Regions from separate parts of the Danio rerio genome. Here region 1 is linked to region 2. The links are chromatin contacts, called in public Hi-C maps. All regions are on one chromosome and are shown on one strand. Each heading gives the region's core, a stretch centred on a gene start, on an enhancer-like site or on the middle of the called end of the contact. The rest is flanking DNA. Distances are from core to core; before and after follow the strand shown.

Region 1 (4,902 bases), core at 2,218-4,717, 170 kb before region 2:
ATTACAAGCCACTAAATATCGTACAGGTCTCGTGTGGTATAACTAGTCTAAAATAAACATCTACTTACCAAGGACACTCTCTCCAAAAAGTGCGCGCAACCCAATTTCTGAGGGTCCTATGGGGGCCGCGATATTGTTCCAGAATAATCGAGGTGCTTTGGGGAGGGGAACAGCTACATAATTTGATTTTGTCATATATTTGCATAATCGTGTTTACTTTTAGTCTAATTTGTCAAATGCCTGCGTGCCAAAAAAGGAGAGCTCTGCCAATTAAGCCGTGGCAGGCAAAGAGGCTTTGTCTGGTTATGTGTCATTTTGTAAGCTAAAGAATGTGCTTGTGAACCAGCCTAAGAGGATTTTGAACATTATTTGATAGATTATTGGGTTAAAATATTTTTAGAGGCACCATATTGTTATGTAGGAGTAGGGCGTATGAATAAAAATTTTGAAGAACATTAATGATACGATCAGCTTTTAGTCTATCATAATGTACAATAATGCTATTTATATTAAACTAGATGAAAGTTAAAATGTACAGCATTTCTTTCTCTACAAACTAGATAATTAGCCTGGATAACTGTTTCTTAGATTTTCTATATATCCACCAGGTTGTGCTGTAAACAAAGAAATGCATGTCTCGTTTCTTTTTTCAAGGAAACACTTTAAATTAATTTGTTTAGTGTTTTGCATAGTATTACTAGATTAATAAATGAATAAATGAAATGTTATTGACCATTTTGAGCGATGTAAACAATAACGATTGTTTTAACTAATGTATTTCCTGTATTACATTTAACATTCACAAATAATGTTATGGCAGCCATTTTACCATTAAGATACTGTTATGTTTGGCAACAAGCAGGAAATGTTCATGGGCCAGTGACATTGTGGTCTATAATGGTTTTGCAGGTTTTATAAAAGTAGGCCTAAATTTAAGACCTTAAGACATTTTATGGCCAATGAAACTTTGGTTATTAATTACAAATTAGTTCATTGATCTAAATAAATCTATAATTGATATGATAGATTGGCTATAATTTAGAAAATATATTCTTTTTTCTATACATTTTACTAAAATGTGGACTATAAAATGAACTTAATAGATGCTGAAATAGCTGTATTTACCTCTTGATCACACTGCGGGGAAAAAAAATTTATTATTATTTTTTTCCATTATATATTTTTATTAGGCTACTAATTTTTAAAGATTCTTAAAGCAAGAAACGTTTATATGAGAAGCCAATTGGTTAAAATGTACAGTGTATCTGTGAATTTAAAATAATTTTTTTTCTGCTTTAAACCATATTCAAGGAATAGGTCATTTAGAAATATACATTTTTACTCCACGTGTGGTTTTAAATTTTGATGAGTCACATTCTGTTGAACATAAAAGAAAACACTTTGAAGAATGTTGGTCGCTGGCACCAAAGAAACTACTATGGAACTTAATAATTACCAGCTACCAGGATCTTTTCAAAATCTCTACTTTTGTGGTTTAACTTGTGAAGGGTGAGTGAATAATGGAAGAACTTTCTTTTTATTTTATTTATTTATTTATTTATTTATTTATTTTATTTTTTTTTCGGGGGGGGGGGGGGACTGTGCATTTCATATGCATTTACTACTAAATGTTTTAGCATTTATTAGCCTATTATTATATAGCAAAATTAATACATCTTTGAACACAAAAAAGATACTTTTAAGATTGCTGGTTGCTGGCACAAAAAAAATTAAATAAAAATACAATGTAAGTTAATAATTATAAGCAACCAGCATTTTTCAAAAGTGAAGTGGTGAAGGGTAAGTAAATGATGGCAGAACTTTTATTTTGGGGGTAAACTGTCCATTTACAATGTGCATTTACTACCAAATGTATTAGCATATATTAGACTATTTTTACAGATGACTATTTTACTAGATGATGTTTTAGTAGAATATACAAAACAAAACATGGTTTTGTAATAATAGGCTAATAAATGCTGATATACTTGGTAGTGAATGCACATTAAAAGGACAGTCTAGGCTACACTGAGGTTTTGCATATTGCTCCTACATAATGTTTTATTATTATTTTATTAGACAATTATTACAAAACCATTTTTAATAATGTTTTGTAATAAATTAATAAATGCTAATACATTTTATAGTAAATGCACATTAAAGGTAGAGGCGGACTAGGGGATTTGAGGGTCCTAGGCAAGTCCAGTTATAGGGGGGTTTAGCATTGAAACTCAAATCATTCTCTTTTTCTTTAGTTTGTTGTTGTGGTTGTAAATAAACTGTACATTTAAAATATATTTAAAGTGGAACCTTTATCTTCTTAATGTAAAATTAAATACACTAAATTCACAAATAAAAAAAACAAGTTCATAAACTAACTTTAAAGTTAATTAGCCATATTTGTGATTAGATTTCAATATTTGTGTGTAGATTTTTTTTTTTCTTGAAACTGCTGTATTATCTAACGAAACATGAAATCAAATTTAATTCCCAATCAATCACCCTAAATATTTTTGCCATTTTTCATATGAACTGAATAACTGCATTTTGTGAATTGGCAACCGTCACTGATCTCTGGGGAATTATCTGTTATTTGAGCAGGTCTTCTCTTAACAAGCCCAACGTTCTCATCTTCTGACAGGTGTTTAAAAAAGAATGTTGAAAATAAGAATAACGTTAAAATCTTTATGCTTTTAGACATATTTTACAGCATTTAAAAGAGCTATATGATTAATATAGGCTTCCTGTTATTGGTCAGGGCCCCCTAATTCCCTGGGGCCCTAAGCGGCTGCTTACCTCGCTTATTGGTTCATTGGTAAGTTCACCCCAGATTAAAGGCACAGTCCAGGCTACACTGAGCTTTTGCACATTGCTCCTACATAATGTTTTATTATTATTTTATTAGCCTATTATTACAAAACAAACCAAATATTGTAATAATAGGCTAATAAATGCTAGTACATCTGGTAGTGAATGCACATTAAAGGGAATAGTTTAGGCTACATTGAATTTTTTTTAAGTAAAATGTTTAGGCTACTAAAAGATTTTTAATGCACCACTGAAGGTAAAGGTCACCTAAACCTTGGATGACCTCATTAATGGGATGACCTGAGCTAGCAGTGACGTAGCTTCACATTGTGTTCACTAGGTGACGCAACAAACTAAGAAATTATTGAGAGATACCGAAACATTAGAAAACAACCTCAAATACACGTTAAACCTCCGTGAAGTGGTTTCAGACATGTTCCATTAATACAATTTCACTATAAAACCAAGACTATTTGTTATATCATACTTTGTTTTCATACAACAGAATGGATTACTTCATGTACGGCGCGGGTGAGACGCGACACAAACGCGACGCTATGACAATCCACCAATGACTTTACGCGGCAACGAGAACGTCGTATGTGATTGGTAACTGGCTGGTGACGTATAACCACTGCCAGACGCGTCGCGTTGAATACGCAACTTGACTTTGACGCGAGTGCAGTCAGACGTGTCAGAAAAGTCAGCCGCGGAAGTATCGGTTTTCACTTCAACATGGCTTCAAGTGTGACGAGTTGAGATCAGAAGACCAGGAATATTCTTTTTGTTACGAGTCCCAAGGCGTCAAACAAGGGAAAAGACGAGGGAAATATATTCAAGAGCCGCTTTTAGTCAAGTAAGTCAGTCTGAAGTCGTGTTCCTGTCAGTTTCTAGAGTTGTTTGTGTGCCGGCGTCTCAACTGTGTGGCGCATGCGCGGTGCGGCCGAGTAGCGCAGTTTGTGAAGGTAAGTTGTATTGTCAGTTGACAAGACGCCCAATTATTATACGTTTAATGACATTTTAAAGTGATAGTTTATTTCATGAAGGTTTCAAAAAGTTATAAGTTGAAATATCTCGTTATTTTCAATGCAGAATACTATGTATAAAGTCAAAATTGGTTCAAGTCAAGGAAAGTTTTGTGAGAGACATAAAAGTACTGTAACACGACGTATTTGTCAAATACCACAGGTTGTAAACAAGAAAAACACTATTTGAGTGTGTATATGTTAAAATGCAAGTCATAAGAGCACATATTTTAATTTCAGTTTCTGTTTTCATTTCTGTATTTGTTCTAGGTGACATTTCTTGTCAGTATGTTAAATGGATCTCTAATGCATTGTGTAAACATAATAATAATATATGTGTCACATCTAATTTATTCTATGAATTAGGTTTATTAATAAGGGATGAGTGACAGTGTAAACACTTCAGGCTTGAGTTGAGCTTGTCTGAACTCATATATTGCTGTAAAATATATTGTCCTGTTGTTATTTAATTTGGTATCCAAGTGATTTTTCAGAAAGAAAGAAAGAAAGAAAAGATACAGCACTAATAAATCAAGAGCTTACTGGGACTTATTGGGATAATTTTCCCGTAGTTGAAAGTCTTTCACTTTCAAATGACACAGATGTTCGTAGGAATTACAGTATTTACACAGAATTGCTTTGATGCAAACAGATACTTCCATGGAAAATGATGAAGTGGGAGGATGATTTTGCTGGACCGCAGTTCTTGACATCCGTTCCTATTTAAATCTAATGGAGAAGTAATAATGTTTAATCCTGTATTTAATCAGGTGATATCAGCCTCGTTGTTCAGATATGACAATGTACACAGTGGATTGTGTGGGTACAGAAGTCACGCAAACTTCTCTCTTCTTTCATTGGCAGCAGAGGGTAGAAAGGCTCAATTAGAGGCTCTTGTTCTCCAAATGGGTGACGCAAGTTGACATCACTTGGTCTAGACGGCTACATATGGAGAAAAACAAAGGGAGTTTGGCTGTTTCATTTTTGTAGTAACAGAATGTAATATATGTATAAAATGCACAACAAAAATGTACTCAAAATAGTGACTAAAACTGAAGCTGGAGAAGTT
Region 2 (4,674 bases), core at 132-2,631:
CTAACAGTAAGTGATACAACATTAAGGTGCTTTTTTCCACCAGTGAATTAAAAACCGTGCAGCCATTGACTTCCTTAACGGGAACAAAAATACTACAGCAGGTCAATGGCTGCTGCTTTCCAACATTGTTGTCAACAGAAGAAATAAACTCAAACAGTTTTGGAACAAGGGTGAGTACATGATGACAGAATTTTCACTTTTTGGGTGAGCTATAACTTTAAGTCTCCTCACCTCGTGTTCTGTAATGTTGATTAGAAGCTCCTGCTGAAGAAACTGCTCCAGTATGTACTTTGGTGCCATGTCGACCAGAGACTGAAATGTGACAGAGAGAGATAAAAAAACGTATTTATCTTGTAAAGTGCTCGACATTAGAACTGTAAACATTAGTAAATGTGCGAGTTGCACCTGTTTGGCGGAGGGTGTCATGCCCATCTGTACTACAATGATGGCGCGGGTGATGTTTTCCTCCTGCATGCGCTGGCAATACATCTTTATGGTTTTGATGCCAACCTTTGGTTCCTCTGAAAGCAAAATTGAAGTTTCAATATATTTAAACTCTTTAACGTAAATACAAAATTGATCAACCACTCCACTGAGGTAAAGCTGGTTTCACGTTTGTCCATTTTTACCATGATGCTTTGAATATTCAGTCTGCAATCGCATGGAAGTATGACTTTAAAACAACATTAGCCCTATTTGACTATTTAATTAACAGTGATGTATTTGATAGTAGCTGGCTGCTAATATGATTTCCCTGTTTAGAATTAGCATAGAATACTTTTCTGAAATTATATTATTAAGGAGATTGTCCGAATATAAAACCAACTTCACCTAATAACCACTCCTTGTTATCTCGGACTAGTTAAATAAATAGGGCTGCTGCGGAATAAAACATACCCGGGAAGAACACAAACATCTGGTCGGTCGGGTCGTCATTGTGGGCCACCAGGACTGTCAGGTCATTTCGTCGTGGTCGACCCTCGCTCGGTTTATCTCCAAACTGACTCCTGAATTCATCAAGAGTCTGGTCCAATTCATCCTGCGTCACCAAATATCCGCGATCGTGACAAAGCTGTTGGTTAAATATCAACATTGTTATTACATCATGTTATTTCTGTTATTTAAATGTGTATGGTTTTATAAAAGACATGAAATCCATTCAATAGTAAACCGGAACAAGCATCACTAAACTGTGCGAAACGTTATAAATAAAGCATATATGTCTTTCTTTACCTGCATTATAGTTTTTCTAATTTTCCATAGTCTGTATGTCTCTTCCTCGTCATCCATACTGCGCTATAAATATGATTAATACCAAATTTTGACGATCAAAACAATCCGCTAATGTGATGCTTCTTCTCCACGTTTGTTTCCCGTTGCTGGCGCGAGTAAATGACGTCAGACGTTACGCCACAGCGTAGATACAATGCGCAGCTTTAAAAAAAAAAAAAAAAAAAAAAACAATGCGCAGCTTTATTTCGTACAAAAAACAGTGCGCGTTGCTTAGAAGTATCACAACTTCTAAGCAATATCACAGCTATTGCTTTCTTTAAATACTGATTTTGTTTTATGTAAACGAACAAGGAAGGAAAGAGAGTTGTATAGCATTTGAGAAGTGCGTAGGGTTTGAATCGTTTGAATATAGATTCAATCGAACAGTTCAAATATCCGGTGTCAAGGCGATTCAGTGATTCATTTTGACCATAGAGCGTCGTCCCCAGCGTTTTAGGAAATGTTACAGGGTTAAAAAAATACATTAGCAATTATTCCAGAGGATTTTGATTGAGTAGATTTACGTCAATTACATTTATTGTAACGTTATGTCTGCTTGTGTTCAAAAGTTAACAAAATCGATTAGAACAATTAATAAATTGTTTTGAAAAAGGGTTTACAAAAGGATAACGATCATTAATTTTGTCTTATTGTAACCCACCTATGAAATTGATTTACTGAAAAGGGGAAAATTATCTACTGGGTCTGAGCTTTCTAAAGTATATATGAAATTTCAACACAATTTACTTGAAATCTCGGGTTCGGGATATCTCAACTTAACGACACAATATATTATTGAATGGTGTGGTCAAATTTTACATATTATTAATACTATAATCTCCAACTGCTCAAATAAAAAAAAATAAAAAAACCCAAACACAAGAAAATACTTTTGAGTTTGCTGTATTGCAAATTTTCTGGTCTGTATCTGAACTGCTTTTCAGCCCTTATAAAAACATACTCATGTATTCAAAACAAACAAAATTAAATAAATAAAATACAATATGTTGACAGCAATTCAGCCCTTTTTGAAAAAAAAATAAAACTATACAGAAGTAGGAAAATACAGTTTCAGTTGTCTAAACGTCCCAATTTCAACATATATTTATATATATGAAACTTCAAAGTCCTGAATGTAATGTAAAACGTAGTTCAATGACTGTGAATCAGTGTATGTGTTTCCTACGAAAATCCTTGACGATTGAGTGATGACATGCGTCCATCCAAATTGGGAGAAATCCTCACGGAGTGAATGTAACGAGCCACTCCCCTTGCCTGCACGAGTCCAATGCGGCCGCGGCGCGATGGAACAGTCCAGTGTCAGTTAGCTAATGCAGCAAAACAATTTGGGACATTAATTTTATGCAGAATTGGCAGGATGGATTAAATTAGAAGACAGCCAAAACGTGTCTCTCCTGTCTTCACCACAAGCTGGCGTACAAGTGACGTCAGTCACCCTCTTCATATAACTTCACAACTTCACATAACATTGCTAACTTCAACTAAGAGCATTTTCACAAAATAGTTCACAATATGTTCAAAATATATACATATAAAACAGAGTAAAACACATTGAACACGGTAAACTTGTACATTTACAGCGATCCATGAACAGTATGCATCATCTATACAATATAGCTAAACAAATCGAAAAGTAAAATAAATATGCAGGAAATCCGAATGTATATAACTTACCTAATGCAGCAAAACAATTTGGGACATTAATTTTATGCAGAATTGGCAGGATGGATTAAATTAGAAGACAGCCAAAACGTGTCTCTCCTGTCTTCACCACAAGCTGGCGTACAAGTGACGTCAGTCACCCTTGACCTCAATTCCGGTTTTTAGAAATTAACTTCTGAATGTAAATTTATACATCTATAAATTTTTTTTAAATGCCCAATTGTTGTGCATTAGGTAAGGTAAGAAAATAAAACATAAATACATATATTCTGACAAATAAAAAAAATTAATTAAGAAACTCTTAATTACATGTCAAAATAAAACAATATTTAACACTCAAAAATTTGAGTGGGTTACATCCTCCCCTGCTCAAAACTCTGATGTCCTCATCAGGCACTTAATAAGCTAACCTATAAGGCTAAACAACAATTCGCTTTGTGTTAGCTGCACTCGCATCTGTTGTTGCATCATCTCAAGTACTTGACTTAATTGACTGGATTGATTTTCCAGAGTAACACCCTGCCTCTTGCATTGTGCTTTCCACCCAACGTAATCATTTAATTTATTTGGGGGTTTCTTTTCCCTCTTAGACCTTCTTAAGCCAACAACACAATCACGCTCTTCAACACTCAACTCATCAGGCTGTACTGCCACATCATCATCTTCCTCCAAGGAGGAAACATCTTGCTGAATTTCAGTCTCGCAACTATTCTCAATGTCGTTCTCAACAGATGTAACACTCAATGTGTTCATTTCATCATCTTGCCTGTTTGAAACACTAAGAGTCCTAGAAAGCTCAGGAACGTTTTGCAAGACTGAATTGAATTCTGGAGCATGAGGATTCAAAGACTTTGAACTTTCAGCCTCCAAAATTTCACCAAAATTATCGACCCCTGCATCCCCTCTCAAATCATCCGTATTCACTCTAGAAGAGCAATTTTCTGGCACAGTGAGTATTTCATCAGCTACAGTAGGACTGACGGGAAGAAACCCACAAGGGAGCAAAAGATCTCTGTGGAGGATACGCTCAGAGCCATCACCATTCTCGGGCCGAACCACATACACCGGAATGTCTGCATTTGGCTGCTTGACAACCACATATACAGTGGACTCCCAGCGATCTGCTATTTTATGCTTTCTTCGAATGTTGACGTTCTTAATGAGAACACGATCGCCCACTTCAACTGAAGCGGCTGTGACTTTCTTATCCCATCGAGCTTTATTCATCAATTGCCTTTTCTCTGCATTTTGGACCGCTAATTTATAAGCATACCGTAGTCTTTGCTTAAGTTCAGTGACATAATGAGTGTGAGTTTTGGAATTATACCCCTTGGGGTTAATCCCAAAACAGAGGTCTATTGGAAGACGAGGTTGACGTCCAAACATTAAAAGAAAAGGACTCTCACCAGTCGCGTCATTTCTCGTACAGTTGTACGCATGCACCAGTGGACGTACATATTTTCTCCAATGTTCTTTCTTCTTATCACTCAAGGTTCCCAATAAATCCAGAAGGGTTCGGTTAAACCTTTCTACTGGGTTTCCCCTAGGGTGATAAGGTGTTGTGCGGGATTTGACACCAGCTAGAGTACACAATTCTTTTACCAGTTCAGACTCAAAATTGGCACCCTGATCACTGTGTATTCTTTTAGGGAAACCAAAATGACAAATTAAATTTTCCCACAACACAGAAGCCACAGTCTTGGCAGTTTGATCTTTAGT

The links. Hi-C and Micro-C count contacts between places; a contact is called where the count stands out from the background.
Region 1: a contact with region 2 is called in a Hi-C map of hematopoietic stem cells, with 3 times the contacts expected there. The contact joins the promoter of sbno2b here to the promoter of polr2eb in region 2. A contact is called at or near these places in 2 of 18 Hi-C or Micro-C datasets (caudal fin and hematopoietic stem cells).

What each region holds. Positions count from the first base shown.
Region 1 is chr22:17,473,551-17,478,452 of GRCz12tu, reverse strand. It overlaps sbno2b (strawberry notch homolog 2b), which reads left to right and starts at 3,467. Exons shown (of 32, transcript NM_001423267.1): 1 at 3,467-3,664. tm6sf2b (transmembrane 6 superfamily member 2b) reads right to left here and starts at 148. Exons shown (of 11, transcript NM_001080661.1): 1 at 69-148.
Region 2 is chr22:17,297,277-17,301,950 of GRCz12tu, reverse strand. It overlaps polr2eb (RNA polymerase II, I and III subunit E, b), which reads right to left and starts at 1,381. Exons shown (of 8, transcript NM_001003564.2): 1 at 1,234-1,381; 2 at 898-1,072; 3 at 406-521; 4 at 232-312. The coding sequence starts at 1,290. im:7147916 reads right to left here. Exons shown (of 1, transcript XM_073936813.1): 1 at 2,160-4,674. The coding sequence ends at 3,361.